Linked DNA regions of Mus musculus: all the other regions are linked to region 3. A link is a contact called in public promoter capture Hi-C data. All regions are on one chromosome and are shown on one strand. The core of a region is the stretch at or near the end of the contact, and the rest is flanking DNA. Distances in the headings are between cores, read along the strand shown. Region 1 overlaps Flnb (filamin, beta). Region 2 overlaps Flnb (filamin, beta). Region 3 holds the start of Rpp14 (ribonuclease P 14 subunit).

Region 1 (4,195 bases), core at 964-3,463, 190 kb after region 3:
GGACGCAGACTAACACTAATACGGAGGACGAGAGAAACATGGCGTAGGAAACACAAGCCTGTACAGACTTAGAACTAACGCCAAGTGCGACTACAGAGCTGCCTCTCTGTTCCTGGGAAGACGGGAGACAGGAGATGCTGACCTCATGCCTGCTGTCTCCGTCCCAAAGGAGGAAGGAGGAACAAGGTACTGCAGAGACTTAACTCTGCCAACCACCTACAAAGAAAACCATTCTAGGACATTTTATTCTCCTATAAGCAGCGATCATACTAATACAGTAATTGATATAATTTCATAGTCTATAAAATGTAAAGGGTACTGGAGAAATCATTGGCTTTTAATACTGTGCTTGGATCCCAGGTCAGAAAACCCCAATCCATGTGAGTCTGTAAGAGTCTTCCACTTTATACCTAGGTCTCTTCAATTAATGGGGTGGGGGATGTGGTGGGGGGAGGGATATGTTGTCCTCAAAGCAGTATTTTTCCAACTTCCTTACAGCTTTGTTTCCTATCCCAGAGGTCTGAATATATTAATATATAAGGCTGTCAAACCACTCACTGGTCTTGCCAATCTATATCCAGGGCACATGTTACAACTCTACAACTTGATCTCTAAAGAGCATAGATAGGACTCAAATCTCTGTCACAGCTCTCTAGGAGATACCAATCAGGACTGACCAATAAATATATCATGGCTGAAGAACTAACTAAGGTTTATTTGAGATAAATACTTACTAGGGCCCTTCACAGTTACACCAAGCTCTCCGCTTCCAGCAGCCTTGGTGTCCACCTTAAAGTCTGCAGTCTCCCGGATCCGGACACCTTTGGGCTGCAGACCTCGGCCGCTGGCTCTGCAGGCATTTGGGTTGCAGGCTACAAACAGAGTTTTGACATCAGTTCAACCTTTTAATATTTTGCAAAAGACAAGAAAATTAGGGTATCTTGGGCCTCCCCCATACCCGCCAAGAAAATGGTTGCTTTACACAAAGAGCATCCAACAGCTAATGCCAGGGGCCCTGCTGAGGAAGCACAGCAGCCAGGAAGGAACACCATGACTGTCCAGCCTCACCACACAAGCGCTGGGCACCATCAATGGGAGAGCCGTGACTCCACACTGTGGGGCTCCTGTACTGGCTTTTAGCCTTTTGTGAGCAGGGGGGGATTAAGACTGACTGCTGAACACTAGCCTGACCTCACGGCCACACTCCAGGGTCCAGTGACTGGGAATCCTATGCGTTTTCAAGTCTACTTGGAAAATGCAGTGCTTGAAATATCCGTCTGAGCTCCAAAGCACGGGCCAGACATTTCTGAAGATCTGGGCATAGCTGTTGTCTTGCATGTGAATAGCTGGACAAGATAACAAAAAGCTCTCAGCCAAAGGTGGCTGTGACAAAGCTCCTGGCATCTACAAAGCAAGCCTCAGCAGAAAATGCCATGGCTAACATGACTTCTGATCTCCTTTAAAAACCACAAGGACAAAAATTATGGTAATGGCTAATATTCTTCACTTGACAGAGTCTAGAAACTACTCTTCCAAGTGGGGTCAGGAGGAGGCTTAGAAAGACATAGATTCTTCCTAGAGATCCTTTGCCCAACATGAACAGCTTTCTCCTTAAGTAGAAATGGGAAGTTGATGGGTTCAATGTCCTGTTGTCTATGCATTGGCTTTTCCTCTCTAAACAGCACATACAACAGCCTTTATTCACGGGCTCCAGAAGCAGATGGAAGGTACTTGCTCATTAGATACAACCTCCCTATGTTGGTTATGTGGCAAGCTATTACTCCCCAGACGGGAACAGAGACATCCTTGCAGTTAGAGATCATGTTGGATTGTTCATGGAAGAACATGGTGTACGGTGGCACTTAATGGCCAGTAACATCGGTTTTCCTCTGTTAAAGACACCTAATATGTGTGTATTGAAGGTCTAAGGATGGAAACCATGGTCCTGTACATGTCTGGTGAGCACTCTAACACACACTGACACACACACATACATACACACACAAACCCCTATGGAAATACAGAGCACAGTCAACAGGCTAAACATGGGAAAAAAGACTGTAACTGCTCAGTCCCTAGAGCACTCAGCCAACTCAAACACTCGGCCAACTCGACTGAAGAGTTTGTGGGATGTGCCAGATCCACTGCCATCCCTCAGCACCTTGCTCAGGCTGGGATCTGGCTATACATGCCGTGATCACTATCGCCTGCACAGGAACTTCCTTTAGTCACTCGGAAGCAGCACAAAGAACTGGCAAAATACACCCGACCCAACCAGCCCTTACCAAAGCAAGAGCCTCTGGCCCAGAGCTTGCAAATAGGAAGCCAGCAGCTTCAGGGTCCAGGCTGGCCCAGAGACAGGATTCAGAAGGAGGAGCCAGGTCTGCAGGTGCAGAGGTGGAGGACAGAAGAGGGAGAGGCAAGTCCGGTTAGAAAAGGCAGCACAGTTGGAAAACAGCAGTAACAACAGAAAAGAGCAACAAGGACTGGGAGAGGGAGGGGAAGGGGGAGGGGGGAGGGGGAGAGGGAGGGGGAGGGGGAGGGTGCCTTTAATATAAGGGGAAACCCACGCTCCTGGTTGCTGAGGGGTTCGGCAGAGTAGATACGGGCATGCCAACGGACACTACGGTTCTTCTGAGACCGACAATGCCAAAGCCTCAGTGAGTCCACCTGCCAACTGGGGGCCAATGCAGCTGGGCTGAGTGCCAGACAGCCAGTAAAGTGCCTGGACTGTAGGGACCTGCTGCCGCCAAGCCTGTTCCTAGACACCAAAACCAGCACACTTCAGTCTCTGCGCACGGATTCCATAGCCCTTCTAGAAAAGGGCTTGAACAAAAAGATCTTGCTATAATAAGGTTTTAAAGGTGGTGGTCGTGGTGTGTGTTTTAGTGTGTGTGGTTTATGTGAGTGTCTGCCAGATGTGTGCAGGTGCCCAAGGAAGCCAGAGAGAGCATCAGAAGCCCTGAAGCTGGAGTTACAGGGGGAACAGTTAGTGCGAGGCTGCTGGAAACTGAATACAGGTCCTCTGGATACCCAGGAGGAGTGGCCACCACCGAGCCGTAGCTCCAGCCCACTTCAGATACGCGTTTAAAAATATTTGCATGGACTTTATTGACTGGCTTCCCTAATCTGAAAACTTAAAATCTGAAATATAAAACTATTTAGAATCACATTAGTGCACAGTTTTATCTTGTTTTGTTTTGTTTTCTGGGTTTTGAAGTAATCTAGTTTGCAGATTAGCGATACTCCATCTGTGATACAGACTGGACTTAAAATGTTCCCTAAGGGTACAAGTGTTGAAAATGTGGGATTTGGCAGAAAGAAGTCAGATCACTGGAAGCTTGCCCTGGAAAGGACTGGCGAGATCCTAGCCTCTCTCCACCTCTTCTTGGCTTCATGGCTTCCTTGTGGTAAGCAGCTCCTTTGCCACATGTCATGTATGTGCTCATTGTAGCTACACAGCATCACCACAGGCCCAAGTGATCATGGCCGTGAGCCATACATATAATTTCATCATCTATTAATTAATGTGATCATTTCCGATGTTTTGACACAGGGAGGAAAGCAGAGGAACACAACTTGTGTTAGCACTAATATCCGGAGGATGAAGGGAGCCCAGGTCTGTCAGTCTCCATGACAGGTAGAGTTGGTCAGTACTTACCTTCCCCAATTTGTACACCAAAGGGACTCTTGGGAATGGCATCCCCAGCAAAGGAGACCTTGACCACATGGGGGCCAGGCTGCACTGGTTTGTAGACACATCTATACACCTGGTTTCCTCTGTCTTCCACCAGCAGCTCCACGCTGTTCTTGCCCTGGGGATCCTCCACCTCAATGCCGATGTCCCCCACGCCAGCTCCTGTGAAAAGAACGGCCACTCCATGAGCACCCCTTCCCCTCTGAAAGCTCTGCCAACCAGTGCACAGTGCAAACAGAAAGGGCCACTCAGGCCAGGCTGAACCAGCTGAATGTCTGTACCAACTGTCATTCTTTTTCTTAAAAGAAAAAAAAAAAAAACTGAAAAGAAAGCTGCCATGTGATGACTCATGCTTTTAATCTCAGCACTCAGGAGGTAGAGGCAGATGGATTTCTGAATTTGAGGCCAGCCTGATCTACAGAGCAAGTTCTAGGGCAGCCAGAGCAACACAGAGAGAGCCTGTCTCATTAAAAAAAAAAAGAAAAAAGAAAGCTAAGA
Region 2 (4,197 bases), core at 642-3,141, 140 kb after region 3:
GGCCTGCCTGAGTGGTATTGATGAAGAATTCTGATTGGATACCTGGGAGAGAAGAAGTGTGATATATGGATGGTTTTCGGGAGGGACACAGCGGTGAGACACACTTTTGCCCACATTAAGTGCTTGTTGTGGTAGATAGGAACCAACTGGCTCTACATCTGAGTTCCCGGCACAGAGAAGAAGCACAGGGCATGGGGGTGCAGCTCCCTTGTTGAGGCTAGGTTGAGAGGGTGGCTGACATTTCGCCCACTGAGTGCCTGAGCAAGGCTATTGTCTCTGGGAATGTGGCTGAGGGTGAGTTGTCACTGTGAGTCTGAAGTGCTGCCCCCGGCAATAGAGCCTCTAAGGGAGGCGTGGCACTCTCTCTGACCACACACTTCTCCTCTGGTGGAAGAGGCTGAGGAAATCCAGTCTCCCCTCCCCTTCTCCTCATCTAGACACGTCTACATCTTGTGGCTGCTCTGTGAGCTGCCAGTCCACCCCCTTGGCCATGAATACAGCAACAAGAGAAGCACCTGAGCAGCAACTGTGCTGACTGAGCCCCGCACCAGACCCTAGGCCCTGTGTCACTCTGCAAGCACAACGTGCAGTCACAGCATTTCCTATTCCACATTGCGTTCAGGCCACGTGTAACTTGGGACGTACTACCATAAAGTGGTGTGCTACATTCAAGCCACAGGTGCACAACTGGGTCTAGGCCCAAGAAACCACTATATGGTGGTGGGGAAAGGCACATGGGAGGATGGGGAGGAAGACTGGTATACACGAAGGACAACTGTCACATACACCCTACTTGCAGCCTCGAGACACCTGACCTCACTGCCACGTTGCCCTGGGACAAAAAGGAAGGCAAAGAGAACATCAACTACTGACTTACCCTGGCCCCTCAACACCCTTAATCCCCTGTGCCTGTAGTCTGTAGTCCAGAGGGGTGCTAGGTAGTCAGTGGGAGCCGCTGGGGTGTCACACACCAGCTCCTGTCCACTAGAAGCCCTCTAGGGGGCACCCTAGTGTAACATCTTCTGGGGGCACAATACCTCTGACAGAGCTGCAGATGCTAGCCCAGCTGGGAAATATTTTGGTTTAACTACAGTTTCTGGGCCAGAGAAAGAATTATTGTTCTGCTTATCAATAAGACAAAGGAGCTGTTATGGTGTGACCCCCAAACATGAGCCAGCCGTTTCTGGAAACTCCTGAGGCTGCTGTCCCAAAGGCTCCCTACTTTCCCACCTTGACACTGCTTCTGAGAAGCCCCTCCCCCAGCCTCCAGCAGCTGGGGCCACGTGGGTATGCAGGCCGCGAGCCACAAAGGGGTGGTGTGTTCAGGAAGTGGCTGTAAGATGGCTAGAACAATGTCCTGAAGGTTAAGCTGGCAAAGTTGGCCATCCTGGATAGGAGCTCTGCCCCTTTTAGTCAACCCAGAGCCCGAAAAGGCTGTGATGATGTGGACAGGGGGAAATTAGGAATTAAAAATCAAGAACTATCTGGAACCCACCCCACATCACTTTACTACGCAGAAGTATGACTTAGATGAGATATCTGTCCATCTTATTGCCAAAGGACTGGCCCAAGACAAGACGGGAGAGAAAAAAATTCATAAGTAGACATATATCATCATCGACTGGTTATAACCAATATGTGATGTGTGTGGTGGTGGCCTTCCCTTCCTCCATCTGCATGCAAACCCTTAGGGCTTTTCCAAAGAGCCCTAAACTCTGTGGTCTAACTGCAGGCTTGTATCTGGAACACAGACTCCTGCCCTAAATTCTCTGCATTGCCCTTGGTAAGGCCTGAGTCAGACATCCAAGCCTGGCCGAGAACACAGGCAGGGCATGGGGCCCTTTGCTGGCCACACGGATCCTTTTCTGAAAGCATTCCTCATGCTGCAACTGTGTGAACAGACATCTGTGGAAAGTCTAAGGTCAGGCAGCCTAGGCAAACAAGATGCCCTCTCTGTGAACGGAGAAATATTTACAGAGGGTGCAAGTGGGTGAGTTCCAGGCCTTTTCTGGCTGGGACCAGATCCTTAGCTACAAGGCTAGAGTACAGCCTGACATCTGAGCTCCAGAAGGGTGAGAAATACCAAGAGGAAACAGAGAAAGGTTGGGACAAAGCAGCCAACAGGGGATCAGATGGCTCCTGGCCACGCTGAGGCTGCCGTGGGGCCGGGCCAAGGTCTGCTACTGTTCTCCTGCCAGGAGGGCCCCTCGCCTGTATGGATGCCTGGAAACCACTCTGGGCATCTGGAGGGAAGGAGTTCTGGTTTAGGACGCCTCAGGAAAGCCCACTGGGGTATAATATGAGCTTCTAGGGTCAGGAGCTAAGGGCTCTTAAACTCTAAGATCACAGACCTGGAGATGACCCTCAAGTCCTATGGACTCCCAGAGAGTGCTGGGCCACTGGGGCCATTTTGTCTTGCTCTCCCAAAGTGCAAGGTAGATCTCATCCAAGAGCAAAGTACTGGCTCAGAGGGAAGCAGGGAGTCAGGCTGGGTGTGCCAAGGGCATCTGGCAGGACCCACGCCACTGAGGGGGTGGTTTTATGGAGGGCACTGCTTTGGCCAGAGTTCCTGGCAGCATGCCAGTCCACTGGCCACTCCTAACTTGGGCAGGGCTCCTTTACCACTGAGGAGACTCTCACTTCAGGGTTGGGTTTGCTCTAAGTACAGCAAACCATGTCTTAGTGCACAGGAAAGACAATCGGTTCTGTCCCTAGTATGGCAAGGGGCAGGAAGACCAAAGATTTCCCCAACAAGCCCGAAGTAACAGCAACTAGAAGAAGTGGTGTCTTCTTCACGGTGCACTTCCTCTACAGACGCTTACAGGGACAGAGTCCTTATTATCTCTAATGCTGACGTGATGGGCCGAGCTGAGGCCTACCTCAAGCTGACCACATACATGGCTTTTCGTTATGAAGGCCAACCAACAAGTAAAAAGGATCACCTAGAAATATCTTTCAGATGCCCAGCGAAAAGGTGAGTTGCCCATTCAGTGAGCTCACTTCTACCAAATTAAAGCTGAACTAGGGATTTGTCTATCAAGGAATCAACCACTTGGTCAACTTGGCTGCTCTGCACCACACCAGCCCAGGGACAGGCAGCAAGTGGGGAAGCCTCCATGACTGGGTGCCTGGCTAGCAGTGCTCACACCTGCAGAAGGCAGAACATGTCCATAAAGCTTGAGAGCGTCCACGCCTTTTCAACACCTTCCCCTCCCTGGCAGTGAGCAGAAAATTCAAGGGGATGGATAGGCCATGCACAGGCTTGGGGGGCTGGGAGCAGTCCACCTTTGGACCTAGGAGCTGTACCACAAACTCTGTCCAAAGAAAAGTCCTCCAAATTAATGACGCTAATGATGCTGTCATCATCCTGCTATAGGGCTGAGGAACTTGCTGTAGAAAGACATCTGGGCTACAAACAAACTGTAATGAGGTATAACAATACAGGCCTCTGTCTGGATTTACCCCGGTTCAAACAATGGCCCCCAATTCCTCCAAAGCCCGCAGGTCTGCATTTTCCCAAGGACAGAGCACAGAAGGCCTCCAGGGGCTAACGATGTCTACCTCAGCTCTCCCAGAGAGAGCTGCTCAGGTAACGAGGGAAGCAGCGCTTCTTACCTGTGGTGCCCGTCTCAAGCCCAGCACCGTAGGCTGACACTAGAGCAGGATTGCCTGCCTGGCCAGGCTCTCCTACACGTACTTTGAAAGGGCTCCCGACCACGTGGCTCCCGTTAAACTTGACATCGATCGTGTGGATGCCATTCTCATGCGGGATGAAGCGAACGGCATACTTATCTGGAAGGAGAAGATGCACATGGTAAACGTGGATGCTAAGCAGTGTGGTGTGAGTGGGGACACAGCATTGCAAGCAACCTGAGCTGGGCAGCGCTGAATCATTTAAAGACACCATTCTGCTGGGAGCCTGGCAGCTAACACACAGATTTTAAGGCCAGCTAGCCTTACTTTGTGTCTCCCTAATCAGCCCTTTGGGAAACACTCTTGACTCTCGAGTTCTGTTATAGACTCAGGCTCCTGCCTCACAATCCACCCTTTATGAAAAAGTCCACTTCTCACCACGTTTCTGTTTGTCCTCTTGAAGGGAAAAACACAGTTGCAACTGGCACTAAGGCTCTGTAATTAAGCCCAAGGCAAGCAATGTCAGCAAGTGGAGCACTTAGCCTGTTCTGTTTTGGGTCACAT
Region 3 (4,242 bases), core at 1,585-4,084:
TCACACTGTTATGGAACATTTCAAGAACCTCTCTAAGTCAGACCTAATGCCAAGCACTCTCAGATGACAGCTGGAAAAAGGAGAACACCTGCCACATATGTGACTGAGGGACAGTGAGGTAGGCCTGAATGCCCAGAGGGCCCAGGTGGTTTCAGGACAGCAGCACAGCTACTTGATGCTCCTCGGTCAGCAACCAGTCTCTACCAGAACCGCGTTTACTTCAGTCATTTACCACCCGACTGACACATGCCAACTTCCTAGCTGAGGCTTAGGATACCAAAACTAAGGAGCAGTTTAAAGGTAGATGGAGGTTGGTAATGGTCACACAACAACGTGCATGACAAATAAATAAATAAATGACACATTGTACATTTTTCTTTGTTTTGGTTTTGTTTCTTGGTGTAATTTTGGTTGTACTGAAACTCACTTTGTAGATCAGGCCGACCCCAAACTCAAGAGATCCACAGCCTCTGATTTCTGAGTGCTGGGATTCAAGGTGTGCACCACCACTGTCTGGCATATATATATATATATATATATATATGTATATATATATATATATATATATATATATACACACACATACACACACACATACATACACATATATATGCATATTAATATATAACACACATATAATTACAAGCATTTATATAAATTAAAGATTACTTAGGGCTGGATAGATGGCTCAGCTGTTAAGAGCACTTGTAGAGAAGCTGGGTTGATTTTCCAGAAGCCACAGGGTGGCTGACATCAGTTTGTACCCTAGTTCCAGAGGATCCTACACTCTTTTGTCCTTCCTGGGCACTGTAGCAACATGGTACAGTGGCACAAAACAGGCAAAACACTCATATACATTAAATAAAAATAAAGTAACCTCAAGAAAATGACTTAATGACTTCTGCATAGGCTTGAGTTCTCAGAGTAAGACAGTTCTGCCCCATGCAGGCTGTACAGAGATGGAGGTGCCCTCAGATCAGGCATCACACTCAACGCTGTTGGTGCCGTCTACTGACAGCAGGAATGTTCACAAACATCTTACTAGCAACTGCCTCTTACCTGAGCTTTCAATCTCCTGCCCTCTCTCTAAGCTACACTGCTGCCACTGTGGGGTTAAGCTACATCACAAGCACTGTAATGCTCTGAAGTTTAAACATTGTAATGTAAGAGTAAGGTCTAAGCCTTCAGGGCATGGCTCCGATCTCTTGTTCAGCGATTCCTCCATGGCCTCAGTTTCTGTCCTCTGTGAATCAAAAATAAGGACATGGCTGCTCCTGGGTCTGGTTAAGGAGAAAGTTTACTGTAGCTATGAAGGAGAGCACAGCCAGAGGTATCTGGAAGGGTCCAGCCTGAATTTGGCCAATAGAATAGACTGGCCATGAAAAGAGCAAGAGAAAGAAGAGGGACCAAGAGTGTGCAGGATTAAGAGATGCACCAGAAGCCGGGTGTGATGGCGCACGCCTTTAGTCCCAGCACTTGGGAGGCAGAGGCAGGTGGATTTCTGAGTTCGAGGCCAGCCTGGTCTACAAAGTGAGTTCCAGGACAGCCGGGGCTACACAGAGAAACCCTGTCTCGAAAAGCCAAAAAAAAAAAAAAAGAGAGAGAGAGAGAGAGAGACCCACCAGGAGACTGCATACATAACGCATAATCGAAATGGCTGACTTACATAGGAAAGAGAAGCTGAGGGAAGTGAAGCGAATCTCGGGAGCTGGAGACGAGAGGTTTAGGGCAGGGGAAGGGGTGTGTCAGCCAAGACCACTCTAACAGGAACTTGTGAGTATGGGCTGAGAGAACCTAGAGGCTAGCATAGACTTCGATATACTAATAGGTAACCATCCAGGTTAATGGAGAAGCAATACGGCTTTTGCCAGAAATAAGACTCCTTTTAGGAAGTAGGAACCACCTTCTTAAATCCCTGAAGGAATCCCGACCTTTGTCTAAATGCCGGATTTTTAAGGAAAGGATTAATTAATTTGTTTGTTTGTTTAGCGTTTATTCCTCTGTGTAACGGAGTCCTGAAACTCACAGATCACCTGCCACTGCCTCCTAGGCGCTGGAATTAAAGGCGTGTTGAAACAATTTCTTAAGACCTAACACTCTGGGCTTCCTCCTCCTCTTGGCCTCGGCATCGCCTCTGGGTAGCCACGTGTCTCACACTCTCCAGCCTCTCTGATCTTACTCAATGTGTCCCACTGCCCATCCTATCTATTATGGTACCATACCCTCCTTGCCTAGTTCTTGCAAGTTCTCCCCTTCTGCTTCAGTGTCTGCACTCCGAAACAGAGATCTGCTTCATACCCTAGTGCTTCTCACGAACTCACGAACCGGTGTCTTGAACATTTGGGGGACACAAGACATAACTAAAGCAATTGTTTAAAAAGCCGATCCCCTACTGCCGAAGAGTAAGATTGTTCCCAACCTTGCTCCATTAACAATCGCTACTGACTTTGCGCCCACATCAAGGGCAGTGAGCCCAGCAAACGGCCGGATCAGCCCTCCCGGTCACCGCCTGTATCCGGGACCTAAGCCGCGCTGTACAGAGCCCGGCGGTGGCTCTCAGACTGACACTACAGCAGCGAAGAACCTGAGGTCCGCCACACTTCCACCTCGTGCTCCCGCGTCGCGCATGCGCACCTGCCCCGCGAGGCTAAACCGCCTCGGCCCAGGACGGAGAGGATCACTGGAATAACCGCGTTCCTGACTCTTGCACGCCGCTAGAATTCGGCATGGGTCGGAGTTCCCACGCAGCAGCCCAAGTTCGGACCTGGAAAACTGGTGATATTTACATTCGCACCGCCCCACAGACGCATAACAGGACGTGGCGTCACCGCGCCGCGTCGGTCACTGAACTAGTGCGTAACCCTCAGCGGGGGCTGAGGACGAACAGGTTCTGCGCCCTCTAGCGTCCACCCTCGGAACTGTCGTCAGACACTCTTCATGGTCATTTATTTCTACATTTATGCTCAACAGGTTATATCAAACAACCCCTCTCCTTTCTTGCTTTCTCTTTCTTTTTCTTTTTTGCAATGCCAGGGATCAAAACCACAACCTTGTCTATACTAAGCAAGTCCTCTACCACCAAGCTAAATCTGAGCCTTGCCATCTCAGGAACATCCGTGTCACGCACTAAAGACAAGATCGTCTGTCAGTTTCCCAATGTGGCTCCTAACATACACTAGAGATTCTGTTTTGATGTGGAAAAATCCAGCTGCTCCTATTTCCAGATGTAAGTAATTCCACTTCTGTATCTAATCACCAAGTCAGAATCCGTTATGCATTAGCGACTATTCTGAGTGCTGGCAACTCCGGAGAATAGGATATGGTCCTTGTATTCATGTGACATACCGTGTATATTTAACAGTTATAATAGCAACTAATATTTACGTTTGGGCCAGGCATTGTGCAGAAGATTTCACGTAAGTGATCTAATGGAACCCTCAAGCAACCTTAAGGCAGCTATTATTGCAATAGTCCCTGTTTTACATAAGGGAACTGAAGGCCAGAGAGAGACTAAATTGTCTGCCTTTGATGGTTGCCAGTGTTAATACAGATTATCTGCTTTGGCCAGTATGATATTTGTATATGCTAGGCCCAGGGAGTGGCACTGTTGGAGTAGGTGTGTCACTGTGGGCGTGGGCTTTAAGACCTTCATCCTAGCTGCCTGGAAGCCAGTCTTCTGCTAGAAGCCTTCAGATGAAGATGTAGAACTATCACCTCAGCCTGGAGGCTGCCATGCTCCCACCTTGATGATAATGAACTGAACCTCTGAACCTGTAAGCCAGCCCCAATTAAATGTCCTTTATAAGAGTTGCCTTGGTCATGGTATCTGTTCACAGCAGTAAAACCCTAACTAAAGCAGCCAGTGTTGTCCAGACTAGTTCAGGAGCACCATCTTAACCCAACTGCCTTCTGAGGTAGTCTCTGGGTATGGGAACTTGGTGATGGCTCATCACCATATTGCAGTCCTTGGCACCAGTGGTCACACAGCTTGAGTTTACTAAAAAGATGAGCGTTGATTTGGCCTGAGTGGGACACAGTAGTGATGGTAACAGTATGCCTTGCACAGCCAAGCCTGTGCCCAGGTAAGTTGGGGCCTTTCCTGTAATTGGGGAAAAAAAACCTGATATTTTTGTCCCCTAAGCTTTCATTCCTGCCTTGGCCATGCTCTGAAGTCGTGGCCTCTGTTTCCTCTCCTTCCTGCCCAGAGGAAACAAGGCTTGTTGGGGAATAAGGGGGAAAAGC

Evidence for each region. Promoter capture Hi-C pulls out the DNA fragments that hold promoters and counts their contacts.
Region 1: a promoter capture Hi-C map of the HPC-7 cell line shows a contact between it and region 3. The contact joins the enhancer-like site here to the promoter of Rpp14 in region 3. A contact is called at or near these places in 8 of 39 promoter capture datasets (the C10 cell line, the HPC-7 cell line, cranial neural crest and 4 more), 3 of 115 datasets of contacts at active chromatin or transcription factors (bone marrow-derived macrophages, effector CD8 T cells and memory CD8 T cells) and 3 of 9 other capture datasets (adipose tissue, liver and pancreatic islet).
Region 2: a promoter capture Hi-C map of liver shows a contact between it and region 3. The contact joins the enhancer-like site here to the promoter of Rpp14 in region 3. A contact is called at or near these places in 9 of 39 promoter capture datasets (the C10 cell line, the HPC-7 cell line, cranial neural crest and 5 more), 1 of 484 Hi-C or Micro-C datasets (embryonic stem cells), 8 of 115 datasets of contacts at active chromatin or transcription factors (embryonic stem cells, epiblast stem cells, extraembryonic endoderm stem cells and 4 more) and 2 of 9 other capture datasets (adipose tissue and liver).

Annotation. Positions count from the first base shown.
Region 1 is chr14:7,884,214-7,888,408 of GRCm38.p6, reverse strand. Flnb (filamin, beta) reads right to left here. Exons shown (of 46, transcript NM_134080.1): 8 at 3,662-3,859; 9 at 735-872. Among named protein-coding and RNA genes, the nearest start is that of Flnb, 68 kb to the right of the region's middle. Within about 2 kb of position 2,213, at least 11 of the 459 cell types and tissues checked have an H3K27ac peak or open chromatin away from gene starts, as enhancers often do.
Region 2 is chr14:7,941,640-7,945,836 of GRCm38.p6, reverse strand. It overlaps Flnb (filamin, beta), which reads right to left. Exons shown (of 46, transcript NM_134080.1): 43 at 3,616-3,792; 44 at 1-42. Among named protein-coding and RNA genes, the nearest start is that of Gm45521, 14 kb to the left of the region's middle. Within about 2 kb of position 1,891, at least 101 of the 459 cell types and tissues checked have an H3K27ac peak or open chromatin away from gene starts, as enhancers often do. A contact at or near this core is called in adipose tissue, embryonic stem cells, extraembryonic endoderm stem cells and 4 more, where this site is marked.
Region 3 is chr14:8,078,905-8,083,146 of GRCm38.p6, reverse strand. Rpp14 (ribonuclease P 14 subunit) reads right to left here and starts at 2,834. Exons shown (of 6, transcript NM_025938.4): 1 at 2,635-2,834. It overlaps Htd2 (hydroxyacyl-thioester dehydratase type 2), which reads right to left and starts at 2,834. Exons shown (of 6, transcript NM_001348727.1): 1 at 2,635-2,834.